2 separate regions of the Sus scrofa genome follow, and region 2 is linked to region 1. A link is a contact called in public HiChIP or PLAC-seq data. All regions are on one chromosome and are shown on one strand. Each heading gives the region's core, a stretch centred on a gene start, on an enhancer-like site or on the middle of the called end of the contact. The rest is flanking DNA. Distances are from core to core; before and after follow the strand shown.

Region 1 (5,710 bases), core at 1,972-4,471:
TGACCATCTGGAGCATCAGAGTTTTAGGAGACAATCCCTAACAAAGCCAAATTCATTCAAAAACATAATCTCTGCATTAGTTTCCTTTTGATAGTATAAGAGCCATGCCACATCCCCTGCCATACAATGAAACCCATATTTTATAACCATTCTCTAAGAGAGAAATGTTTCTTTAGGCCATTCCTCTTATTTTATTTCTTCTGCACTTGAGAGAGAGTAGCAAGTGGCTTATCAAATATAGTGAATTATTTGACTTGAAAATGATGGCAGTCATGTTGCTGAAAGGTGACATGCACACAAGTTTTAAGATACATTTTGAATTCAGTTCCTTTTTCCTCCATTGGACTTGATATCATTTTTAATGGTAATGATGTCAATAAATCATAATGTCATGAGGCCAAATTCAGTATGGGAAACCAGAAAGCACCAAATGAAGGATCTAAATCTTAATATAACAAAATGATATGTAGATTATTTACCACAGTGAATGAACGAGTCACAAATAAAATGTTGATAGACTGCAAAGGTTCTGTCTGGTAAGAACAAATGAGTATATTTTCTTTGGAAGGAACTATAACATGTGCTAATAATACCATTTTGATCAAGTATTAGACAAGTAATGAATATATTTCAACTTAAAATAATGAACACATTGTCTTTCAGAAACACTACTTCCTGAACATTGACAGAATACTTTTAAAACTTTAAAGTTTAAAAACATATAAACTTTTTTTTTCCTTGAGCTATTTCTGTCTTGTCTCACATTCACTAAAATAAATGACTTTTAAAATTCCAAGTGGGAAAACTCGAACATGACATTCTTCAGAAGTGAGATTTTCCATAGCCTACAGAACAACTGAGTTGGGAAAAGGAATGTTGTGATAGAACCAGTTCATTAGTAAATGAAAAATTAAGCTATCCCTCCTTTAACTCATTGGAAATGATTTCTGGTACACCATAGGATAATTTACAGTTGTATCATTGCCAAATGCTATGTTAGTTATTCTTTAGTTGAATGTCTCTTTTACTTAGAACAATTCCATGTCACCTTATGGTTCCTGGATCCCACCTAGCAGAAGCAAAATGTATTTCAAACCTGGTTGGTGTAGGTAGCAAACCAACAACTAGCTCTGGGGCAGAGGTGATATTTGCATGTAAGAGCAGAAATCAGACAGCATGGTTGCTAAAACAGCTAGGTCTTTGGAGCTGACCTCTCTTTTTCTTGTTATTTTAGGAATTCTCCTACTTTCAAATCATTTGAGGAGAGGGTTGAAACAACTGTCACAAGCCTTAAGGTACAGACGAAGTGAATTGTGTGTCATTGGGATCATTGACTCAGGACAGCTTAGTCATTGCTGCTGCTGGTTCCAAAGGTGGGGCTACCAGCGTTCGGTGCAGCCAAGAAGGCAGCCTTGCACAGAGTCACTTTTCTTCACATATAAATCTATAAATAAAACCAGTATTGAATGGTATTACTATATCCTTACAGAGTTGTTCACATAAACCATTCAGAAGTGAATTATTCATTAAATGAATTGGGGTTTGTGTTCATCTCCTCAATGGTTAGAACTCAATGCAGATATGTGATAGATAATTATGAATAGGACGAAGGACATGTGAACTCTGCATTTGGAGTGTAAGTGAAAGTTTAGCAATAGCTCAGAGCTCCTCTGCTGTGGACCTGGACCAGTAAAAAAGAACTTGGCTCCATCCTGCCATCCTCCACCCGTCAACCACCTAGACTTGTTTATTCCATTCACATACTGAACACAACCCAGTTTTCATGGAGGGAAAATAAAGCTGAGTTACAAAATGCTTTATTTTCTATCAGCGTGTTTGTTCCCTTAGTATAAACTGAAAGTATGCCTGTTCTACAGTAGGTGCCAAAAAATTCATTGAATTTATTGTTTCAACATAGATCAGTTAATGTACAGAGGGAAAAGGAGAAAAAATATAATCAGTGTAGTCTTAAAATATATAGAACTTTTAAAACAGGGCATATCATTGATAGTACAAGATTTTTTTAAGATATCACCTGAACTTTATATCTTGCTATCATTATCACTATTTTGCATACAATCCTTTTTTTTTTTTTTTTTGGTCTTTTTGCCTTTTCTAGGGTTGCTTCCATGGCATATGAGGTTTTCATGCTAGGGGGTCTAATCAGAGCTGTAGCCACCCGCCTACACCAGAGCCACAGCAATGCAGGATCTGAGCCACGTCTGCGACCTACACCACAGCTCACGGCAACACCAGATCCTTAAGCCACTGAGCAAGTCCAGGGATCGAACCCGCAACTTCATGGCTCCTAGTTGGATTCATTAACCACTGAGCCACTACAAGAACTCCTACAATCCATTTCTGTATTACCCTATTAGTGGGAAAATTAGGACTGTATGATCTTTAACCAGATCAGAAGCAGATATGGGCATGTGCTGGTTACCCAGCTGCTTCTGCATCATACCACCCTCACATGTGCTGCCTGATAAGAGTCTGTGAGGAGTAAGTTATTCCTTACTCGAGGTCTTAGATAGATGCTCTTATTGATTTTTGGCCCAGAGGGTCTTTCCCCTTAGAGGAGGGTTTTCACATAATCTTCTCTTTTCCAGGCATCTAATTAGGTGTTTAAGGCCCAAGAATGAAAATATTACTCAGCAGTCACCACACCTTTGTGGGTCTTATTTACTGGCAATTTCTAGTTGTGTATTTTTACTACTCTGTTTGTCAACATCATCATTTATTTAGTGGATAAGGACCAGGAGGAGGCATTACATTGCCCCTATTTGTAGGGAAAACTTTTTATAGGGAAGGACATGCAGTATCACAGACATTTCTCTTGCCACATGATCTAATTTCAAAACAAAAGATTCAAAAAAACTCTAGGAGCTAATCTCTCAGTGTTTGGTTCTGAGCCTTAGACGGTCCAAGGAGGTTGGATTCTATTGTTTGTTAGACAAGTTCTGATGTAGGAGAAGTTGTACTTTTTAGGTTTTCTTTAGAAGAAGGAGATATGAAGAAGCAAAAGAAGAATAAAGGACAACCTATTTTCATTTGCTTTTAGGAAATTCTGGTAAGCTCACACTCTCAGCTTCTCACTTTTCTTACCTCATCTGGTTGGAAGGTAGAGAGCCTGCCTCCTCCTTTAGACACTTACAAAACTAACTCAGCCAACCAGATACCAGCCTGTGTCGAGACTTCCTGAAAGCAGATTCTCTATTGCACAACTGTCCATGTGTCTCACAAGACTCACATTCCACCCACTTCCTGGGTCACGGTCAATGCCTAGCTTCTCTTATTCTGCCCACACAGGCAATGGAGAATAGCGAATAATCAAGCTTTGTGTTAGATCTCCCACTTAATAATTACAAATATCTTATTCCTTTTTTTACTTCAGACTAAACAATAGATGCTTAACCTTTCTTTGTAGAGTTTATTTTCTTCATAATTTACTTTTGTGTTCTCAATCTTCTCCAAAACTTCTCTAACTTTCTTCAACTATGGATCCCGAGGCTGTTTCCTGCTGAAGGAATGACTCATGAATCAGTAAGGATGAGTGAAATTCCTTGCAGGTCTGTGTGCTGTATTTCTGCTCCCACATACTGCTTTGAGCCTGATTTTTCAAACACCGCTTTAAGGGAGTCGTGTTCATATTTGTGTTCTATTAGAAATAATGTTCTGTGCAGTGAGGTCCTTTCCTGCCACCTTCTCACACAATCTGTCCCCCCATCTGGCATTTTCACCCAGTGGATGGTTCTTATACCCAATTGTGTAGATTGATTTTCTGTGGAAAACTTGCCAATTCATCATAATCATATAAAATGTAACGCCTTTCTGCCTACATCTTGACTGATGTCACCTGTACACTCAATGAGCACAATTTCTATTTCATCTAAAACAAGCAAATAGGAAACAGACCCAGAATTAGCTCACTCCCGTGAAAGCATATTTGGAATGTTCTGCCATGTTCCAATGAATCACGGGCAACTACCTCCCTTCCAGTCATTCTGCACCCATATCAAACAGGACATGGTTTCAATGCACCTACCTTTTTTTTTTTTTTTTTTTTTTGTCTTTTTACCTTTTAGGGCCGCACCTGTGGCATATGGAGGTTCCCAGGCTAGGGGTCAAATCAGAACTACAGCTGCCGGGCTATGCCACAGGCACAGCAATTTGGGATCCAAGCTGTATCTGCAACCTAAACCACAAGTCACTGCAACGCCAAATCCTTAACCCACTGAACAAGGCCAGGGATTGAACCTGCATCCTCATGGATGCCAGTTGGGTTCGCTAACCGCTGAGCCACAACTGGAACAACACAGTGCACCTACTTTTTGATGAGTATATTGTGTGGCTTGAATTAAAACCTTAAAAAAAAGCAAGATGTTATACATATTGTTTCTTTGTGTCCTTTCAATCAGATATTTTATTCTGAGAGATTAGGAAGCCCAATTTAATAATCCAAATAAAACTTGTTTGCCAAGAACAATTATAATGTTGGGGACAAAGTGACAAATTCTAGGATGAAAAAACATTTTCAAGGGACAGATCCAGGACAGGCTTATTGTTCACATCTTTGCTCAAGCAGGTCCTTGGCTAAAGTATTGTAGAATCCAGTCATGAAACCCACATGGTTAGGAAACCCCTTTAGTCTACTCCTTTCTCTGTCAAATTTCTTTGTGGTTTCCTTCATCTTTACTTGTTCTATTTTGACTTAAGAAATCAAGAAATAGAAGAGAAGAATAAAACAAAGCCCAGAAAAAAACATCTATAATTGGTATTTGCCTGATTCAACACTGTGTGTGACCTTTATCACAAAAGAGAATGCAAATAAAGAAGATGTGACTATTAATAGTCAATTACATTGAATTAACATTCTCTCTCAGAAAAGAAATAAGCATAGCGAAACCAAGCATGCTTCTTCCCAGTGCTGAGATAACACAGAGTAGAGGAGGAATCCATGCTCTGTGCCTAAGCTCTGCAAACTAAGGCTTATGGGCCAAATCCAGCTGGTTGCCTATTTTTAAAGAGTCTATACATTAATAGTGGTTTTCACTTTTTTTTTGATAGTGGGAAAAAAATCAAAGGAAAAATAATATTTTGTGATGTGAAAATTGAACTAAATGAAATTAACATCTCAGTGTCCAGATATACAGCCTTTATGGAACACAGCCATGCTCATTCACTTATGTGTTGTCTTGGCTGCTTTATACAATGGCTGATTTGGGTATTTGTGACAGAGACTAAAATATTTATAATCTGTCACTTTCCAGAATGAGTTTTCCAATCCCAAGCAGAGTGGAAAAATTCAACTTAGTAACTGAATTTACAGAGGCAGAGAAAGATTTTAGTGACAGTGTGAGAAAGGTGTGTTTGTGATTTGCGATGACTGAACTGCTTTTAAACCCTGCTTAAGGTTTTAAAAGGGCAAGTCAGGCAATAAACATACATTCTCCAGTGTGGCTTATGTTCCTTGTGTGTGATGATAAGTGACAGTGAGATGTAGACAGCATTTGGGGAATAGCAACATTATCTATTCTCTGCCTTTCTTTTCTTCAGAATGTTTTTCCCTTTTGTTAATTGTTGAAGGAAGGCCGATGTGACCATTAGTCAGACTTGCACTTAGCATTTTGGACCATTAAATATTCTTTTGAAAGACTTTTTAGTAAGGAATTTTTTCAAAATAGTAAATCATATTTCTTAATTATTTTTT
Region 2 (5,710 bases), core at 2,118-4,617, 300 kb before region 1:
GTTTGATTTAATTATGGCCAGAAAATATACTCTAAATGATTTCAATTTGTTGTGTTATAGCCCAAAGTATGGTCTATCTTGGCTACTCTTCCATGGAGGCTTTTTTAAAAAAGTGAATTCTACTGTTGTTGAGATAAATGCTCTGTATATGTCAGTTAGATCTGTTGTTGATTGTATTATTCAGAGCATATATATCCTAGATAAATATAATTTTGAATTCACCTACTTTCTTTTTCAGCTCTATCTATTTTTTTTCTTTATGTTGTTTGGTATGTACCCAATTAGGTTTGTTATGTCTTCTTGGTGAGTTTGTCCTTTCATCATTATGTAATGTCCCTCCTTTTCTGTAGCAATTTTTATTGCTCTTAAGTGTACCTTATAGATATGAATAGAACCCCCTTTTAAAAAAGTTAATATTGGCATGGTATATTTCTATATTTTTATTCTCAAACTACTTACAGAATTGAATCTGAACTGTGTTTCTTATATAGCACATGGGGGGGTTGTTCATGAACACTTTTACGTTCACTTTATTGATCTAAAACCTCCATACATTGTAGGTAATATTCATTAGGAACATCCTTATTTGTTCTGCACATGTCACTTTTTCCATCTATGGAACTCTATAGACTAAAAATGTTCTTGTCACATCCCTCAGGCCAGTTCTCTGGTTCCATTTTTCATAGCTTGAGCAACTCTTCAATGGTTCTAGCTTTACATAGATAGCTTAATTTCAGCTCTCTGTGTGCATATGTCTTGAAGCCTGGCTTCTTCACCTTTTGCTGGGCCCAGTCCCCAGCGATAGGACCTAGATCTGGTTTACATACTACATTGTGACTTTGTGTATTTGTTCCCAATCGCTGATGGTTCCAAGCTCACCTATGTTTCAAGAAACGTTGTTGTTTTATTTGGATTTCTCTTTATTTTGGATTAGAGAAAATTTCCTTCTGCATTAGGCAATCCACAGAAATGATTGTCTAAATCTAGGACCTGATCCTCAGCTACCTCCCATCTGGATTTTGCCTCCATAATACACACTTTCTATTTTATAGTACTTAAAATAGTACTATAATGGTACTTAACCAGCACTTGATTACAACATTTATTCTGTGCCAGGCCCTATTCTAATCATAGGTTAACTCCCTTGGACCTCCCAATCACTTATGAAGTATATATTTCCACTATCCCCATTTTACATCCAGGAAAGCTGAGGCATCGAGTTGCAGTGACTTTCCCTAATGTCATAAACTAGTAAACAGCAGAGGCAAGATTTTAACTCAAGCCGTCTAGCTCTAGACTCTATCCTTTTAACCTTTTTTAACTATGCTATCATTCACACTACTTCTGAGTTAATTTTCCAAAACATCGATTTAATTACAAAAAATTAAATCGAATTCCTTGGCTTCCCTTACAAGTTCCTTCACATCTGTCTCAACAAACTTTCCCTACTTCTTCACCACCTCCCTCCCACCTCCACTCTGGCTGAACCCGCACTGAAGGTTCTGGTCCCTCTGAACTTCTATTTTATGAACATCTACAGCCTAAAATGACCCTCTTAATTCTCTTGGCTTGGTACACTTACAGTCATTCATCAAGACTGAAATCAAAATTCCATTCTCTATATAAAATCTTCCCGGTGTATCCATGATGAAGTTAATCACCATGTTCCTAAGTACTTTTTTCACTTATTATCATCCAGTTGCATTATGATTCATTTACTTAACTGCTGGATCTGTGGCTACTTGAGAATATAGTCAAGGTATTATTCATTGCTAATGTCTGTGTCACCTAAGGACCATATTAATAATCCTATCTGATGCTGCTAATTGGCAATTTTGAGAAGAATACTTAAAATATGCAGAAATTTTCAGTGTTTTTATATGGGGTGTCTTGAATATTATTAACTCTTCAAAAGGTAAATATTATCCACAATTTATACAGGAGAAAACTGAAAGTCAGAAAAAGACACAAGGCAAGTATGTAGAGAGACAAAGTAAGTATGCAAGTGGGGGGAACATGATGAATGTCCATGCCAAAGAAGTTCAGTGATTAAGAAACTTTTTGGAATGCTCTAAGCATCTCTATTTAGCAAAAAGTAATGAAAAAGCTATTTATTATCTGGAAATATGAAACTGTCTTTAAGATATGCTTTTGAAATTTAAAAGTTCAGTTCAACAATAATACTAATAGAACACTAAATATGTGGAAGGAATTAGAGCTGAAGGAAGCCTCAAAAAAATGATGATGCAAACCACAAAGTTCCTGTTTTCTAAATCTTGGGAACAGCATACAGGAACATTTACTTGGTTACAGTGTATATCTTGGACATTAGAAGGACTGAGGACCTGAAAGCTGCCACTGGAATCAGTAGCTGCTATGAAGATGGCTTGAGGGCAGAGACCTTCTCTTAGCCCCTCTACTGCATCCAATATACATTTATGTTATTAAAGGCAAGGAGAAGAAATGTTAGAAGAGTTTTTGCAGTCTTCTTCCTTTTTTCTCCCCATAACAACATCAAAGGCTCCTCCTGAGAGTCTTTGATTTATTCAATTGCTTATTCATTCATTCATGCTTTCCTTCAATAAACAGTATATCATCATTACTTTATGCCAAGCACTGTTCTATATGCCAGAGACACAGAATAAACAAGGCAAACCACAGCCCTGCTTGTGCAATAGGGCATGTCTTCTTCCTCAGAGGTATAATCTTCTGCAGTGGAAGTTCATCACATTAAGATGTTAGCCTCTCCTGCTTGTGCTTTTTGCCTAGTGAAAATCCCTAATGATCAAAGCATTCAATTAAGTTCCAAAAGGATCAAATTTTCATTTTAGGTTGAGAATCAAGATAGTCAAGGAAGATCAAGGAAGAAATACGGCTTTTAAAACTGTGAACTCTGTGAGATAATCTTAAATTGGCATGCTCACACTTTCTAAAGTGACAAAAAGAGCAAATTGGGGAAAACGGCTATAGAAAGAGAAAATCTGATCAGAAGAGTACAAAGTCTGCCTTCTTGACAAAGAATGGGAATTTGAGAAAGAGTGCCATTTGAATATCCAATAATGATCACACACGAATATATAAAATATAAATTCTGTCTCTGAATTACAATAATAATGCTTCATTCCAAATAAAATTTGTTTAGAGCCCTTGATTTTAACTTGATAATTCTTCACTCCCAGGTGGAAATAAACGGCCCCCATCCTTTCCAGGATAAAAGAATACATTATACATAGTACAAGAATGGTTGAAAGTTCCTGGAGAATAGATATGACACCACATTACCAATTATAGAACTGATTTACGATGTGTCCTGAGACGTGCTGGGGACTTTCCCTATTTATAACATGGGGTTCGTAGAACTTGTCGGTAAGAACGTGTGAACCCTCAAGTAAAATTTAGTACATGGCGCCTAGTCTCAGAGTTATCATATTATTACCTCAATTGGAATTGGCTTTGTGACAGATTTCAAATACCAGAATCCTGCAAAACAACTGCAACAAGTCTGTACATTCCTAGCAAACCTGACAGCACATTCAAAATATTGGTGCATCTGGTTTTCCCTCAGGCAGCAGCTGCAGCTGCTCAAGTTGCTGTGGAATCTGAAGTGACAGCCCCCTCCTGGCAGGCAGCGTCGCTGTCATTCAGAAGAGAGATCACAGAGCCCGATCCTTTCTGTCTTTGAGGCACAGCTCACAGACGTCAGCGGGAGACCTGATGGCATGTCAAACAGGAGATTAGAAACCTGCAAAGCTGGAATGTCTTCTCCTGCACATGGTGATTCAACTGTCTCTGAGGAGACAGGACAGACCTAGGAATGAGGGAAGATGCACCTGAAGTCTTTACCTTAGGTTTTCATCAACAAGAGACAAGCAGACGACCCAGAAGTATGATCTTTGATGCTGACATCTATGGGGTTTTTTTTAAGTGAGACTTTATTTTAAATGGCTCTGGGGGCGGGGGCAGTGCAGGGGAAGTTTAAGAAAACATAAGCAGGCTACATTTTTTTTTTCTTCCTTTTTCTGCAACTCTTTTCTACAACAGGATTTCCTGGTCGCATCACGAGGAACTATGTAAATACGCCTCCTTCGACTTAGTGGCAAGTTAGTGGCAAGAATCATTTCCTGTCAGGTTCTTTCAAGGAAGAAAAAAGACCAGACCCCTTCTCCCCAAACAGCCAAAAATAGAAAATACATATTGTCATATGAAATTGGATCAGAAAAAATTTTGTAAGAGAGACAAGCATTATTCTATAATTTGGTTCTTAACTTGGTTGCTTTTGTTTCATGGCATTTTGTTTCATACTGTTCTTTTGGGCAAACACCCTACTTCCATTGTAATACACTGGTATTTCCATCTTATCATTGCTTAAAATAAATTTCACTCCTTAAAAGATTTAGGCTTTATATCAAGCCCAGGGTAATTTATTGTTAAAAACACTTTCTCTCCATTCTCATTCCCACCTTGCTTTTATTCATTGTGAAAGTAGGAAGTCTTCAGTTAACACAGACGTGGGCATTTAGTTTAAGCAAAATGTGCCAAAATGTTTTTCCACACCAAAACAGAAATAAATAAAATTCATGGAACTAGATAGATCATTTGCCTTCTTATGCAGATGATTCACTCTCTCATTCTCACTTTTTACTCTAACTTAAAACATTTAATACTTCCACATCAGTGTCATTTAAATCCTTTAAGCAGTGGCCTGAAGAGCTCAGCCATCCCTGCCTACTTGAAGTGTTCTTGGTATTTCTCTAACTCAAATATCCTTACAATTGCTGAGTTGTTCACCGCTTCAGTAGGCAAATATTCTCACTCTCATATATGTGTGTGCGTGTGTGTGTGTGTGTGTAAATGTATAAAATGCTGTAGATAGATCGATCAATCGATCGATCAATTGCTAGATAGATAGATATGAGAGAGAGATCTGTTAAATGAAACACCCCCTGGGAAAAGCTGTTCTAAAGAGCTTTAGAAGAATTTAGTTCCCTATAACTACATGGCACCATGTATTATAACAGATGAAACATTTTGTCTCCAGCAAACGTGTATAAACACCAAATATACAATTCTCATTTTGCAAGTAAAACCAAGAATAAATCTCACAGCATCAAGTCATGTCAGCCTGCTTACATCTTTTGCTTTTCTTTTTTCTTTTAAATCAGGGGAAGACAGATGAGTAACTGTCTCTACAATATCCGGAGGAACACCAGTGTAAGAGACAACCTTCTCTGATGCTTAAGTGCTATGGTCTGAATGTTTGTGTTCTCTTAAATTCATATGTTACAATTCTAATCCCCCCAAATTAGGTGGGGACTAGGAGATGAAGCTCTCATGAATGTGATTAGTGCCCTTATAAAAGAGGCTCCAGAGAGATCCCTAGTCCTTGTACTATGTCAAGATGCAGCGAAAAGTTACCAGCTTTGAGGCAGGAAGTGATCCCTCACCAGAACACAACCATGTTGGCACCTTAATCCTAGGCTTCTCAGCCTCCAAAGCAGTAAGAAATAAATTTCTGTTGTTTATAAACCACCTAGTCTGTGGTGTTTAGTTATAACAGCTGAATGGACTGAGACATCAATTCACAATCAAAGACAGCAAGAGAGAGCAAGAGAGTTCTGTTGTAAAGAAAATTTAAAACTATCCTACACTAGGAGTTCCCGTCGTGGCGCAGTGGTTAACGAATCCGACTAGGAACCATGAGGTTGCGGGT

What was found. HiChIP or PLAC-seq counts read pairs in DNA pulled down with a chosen protein or histone mark.
Region 2: an H3K27ac HiChIP or PLAC-seq map of alveolar macrophages shows a contact between it and region 1. The contact joins two enhancer-like sites. A contact is called at or near these places in 1 of 47 Hi-C or Micro-C datasets (mesenchymal stem cells) and 1 of 2 datasets of contacts at active chromatin or transcription factors (alveolar macrophages).

Annotation. Positions count from the first base shown.
Region 1 is chr1:37,668,797-37,674,506 of Sscrofa11.1, reverse strand. It overlaps TPD52L1 (tumor protein D53), which reads left to right. Exons shown (of 8, transcript XM_021088718.1): 6 at 1,235-1,295; 7 at 2,989-3,070. The coding sequence ends at 3,033. Among named protein-coding and RNA genes, the nearest start is that of HDDC2, 31 kb to the right of the region's middle. Within about 2 kb of position 3,221, at least 6 of the 83 cell types and tissues checked have an H3K27ac peak or open chromatin away from gene starts, as enhancers often do. A contact at or near this core is called in alveolar macrophages, where this site is marked.
Region 2 is chr1:37,967,263-37,972,972 of Sscrofa11.1, reverse strand. No RefSeq gene overlaps it. Among named protein-coding and RNA genes, the nearest start is that of RNF217, 58 kb to the right of the region's middle. Within about 2 kb of position 3,367, at least 24 of the 83 cell types and tissues checked have an H3K27ac peak or open chromatin away from gene starts, as enhancers often do. A contact at or near this core is called in alveolar macrophages, where this site is marked.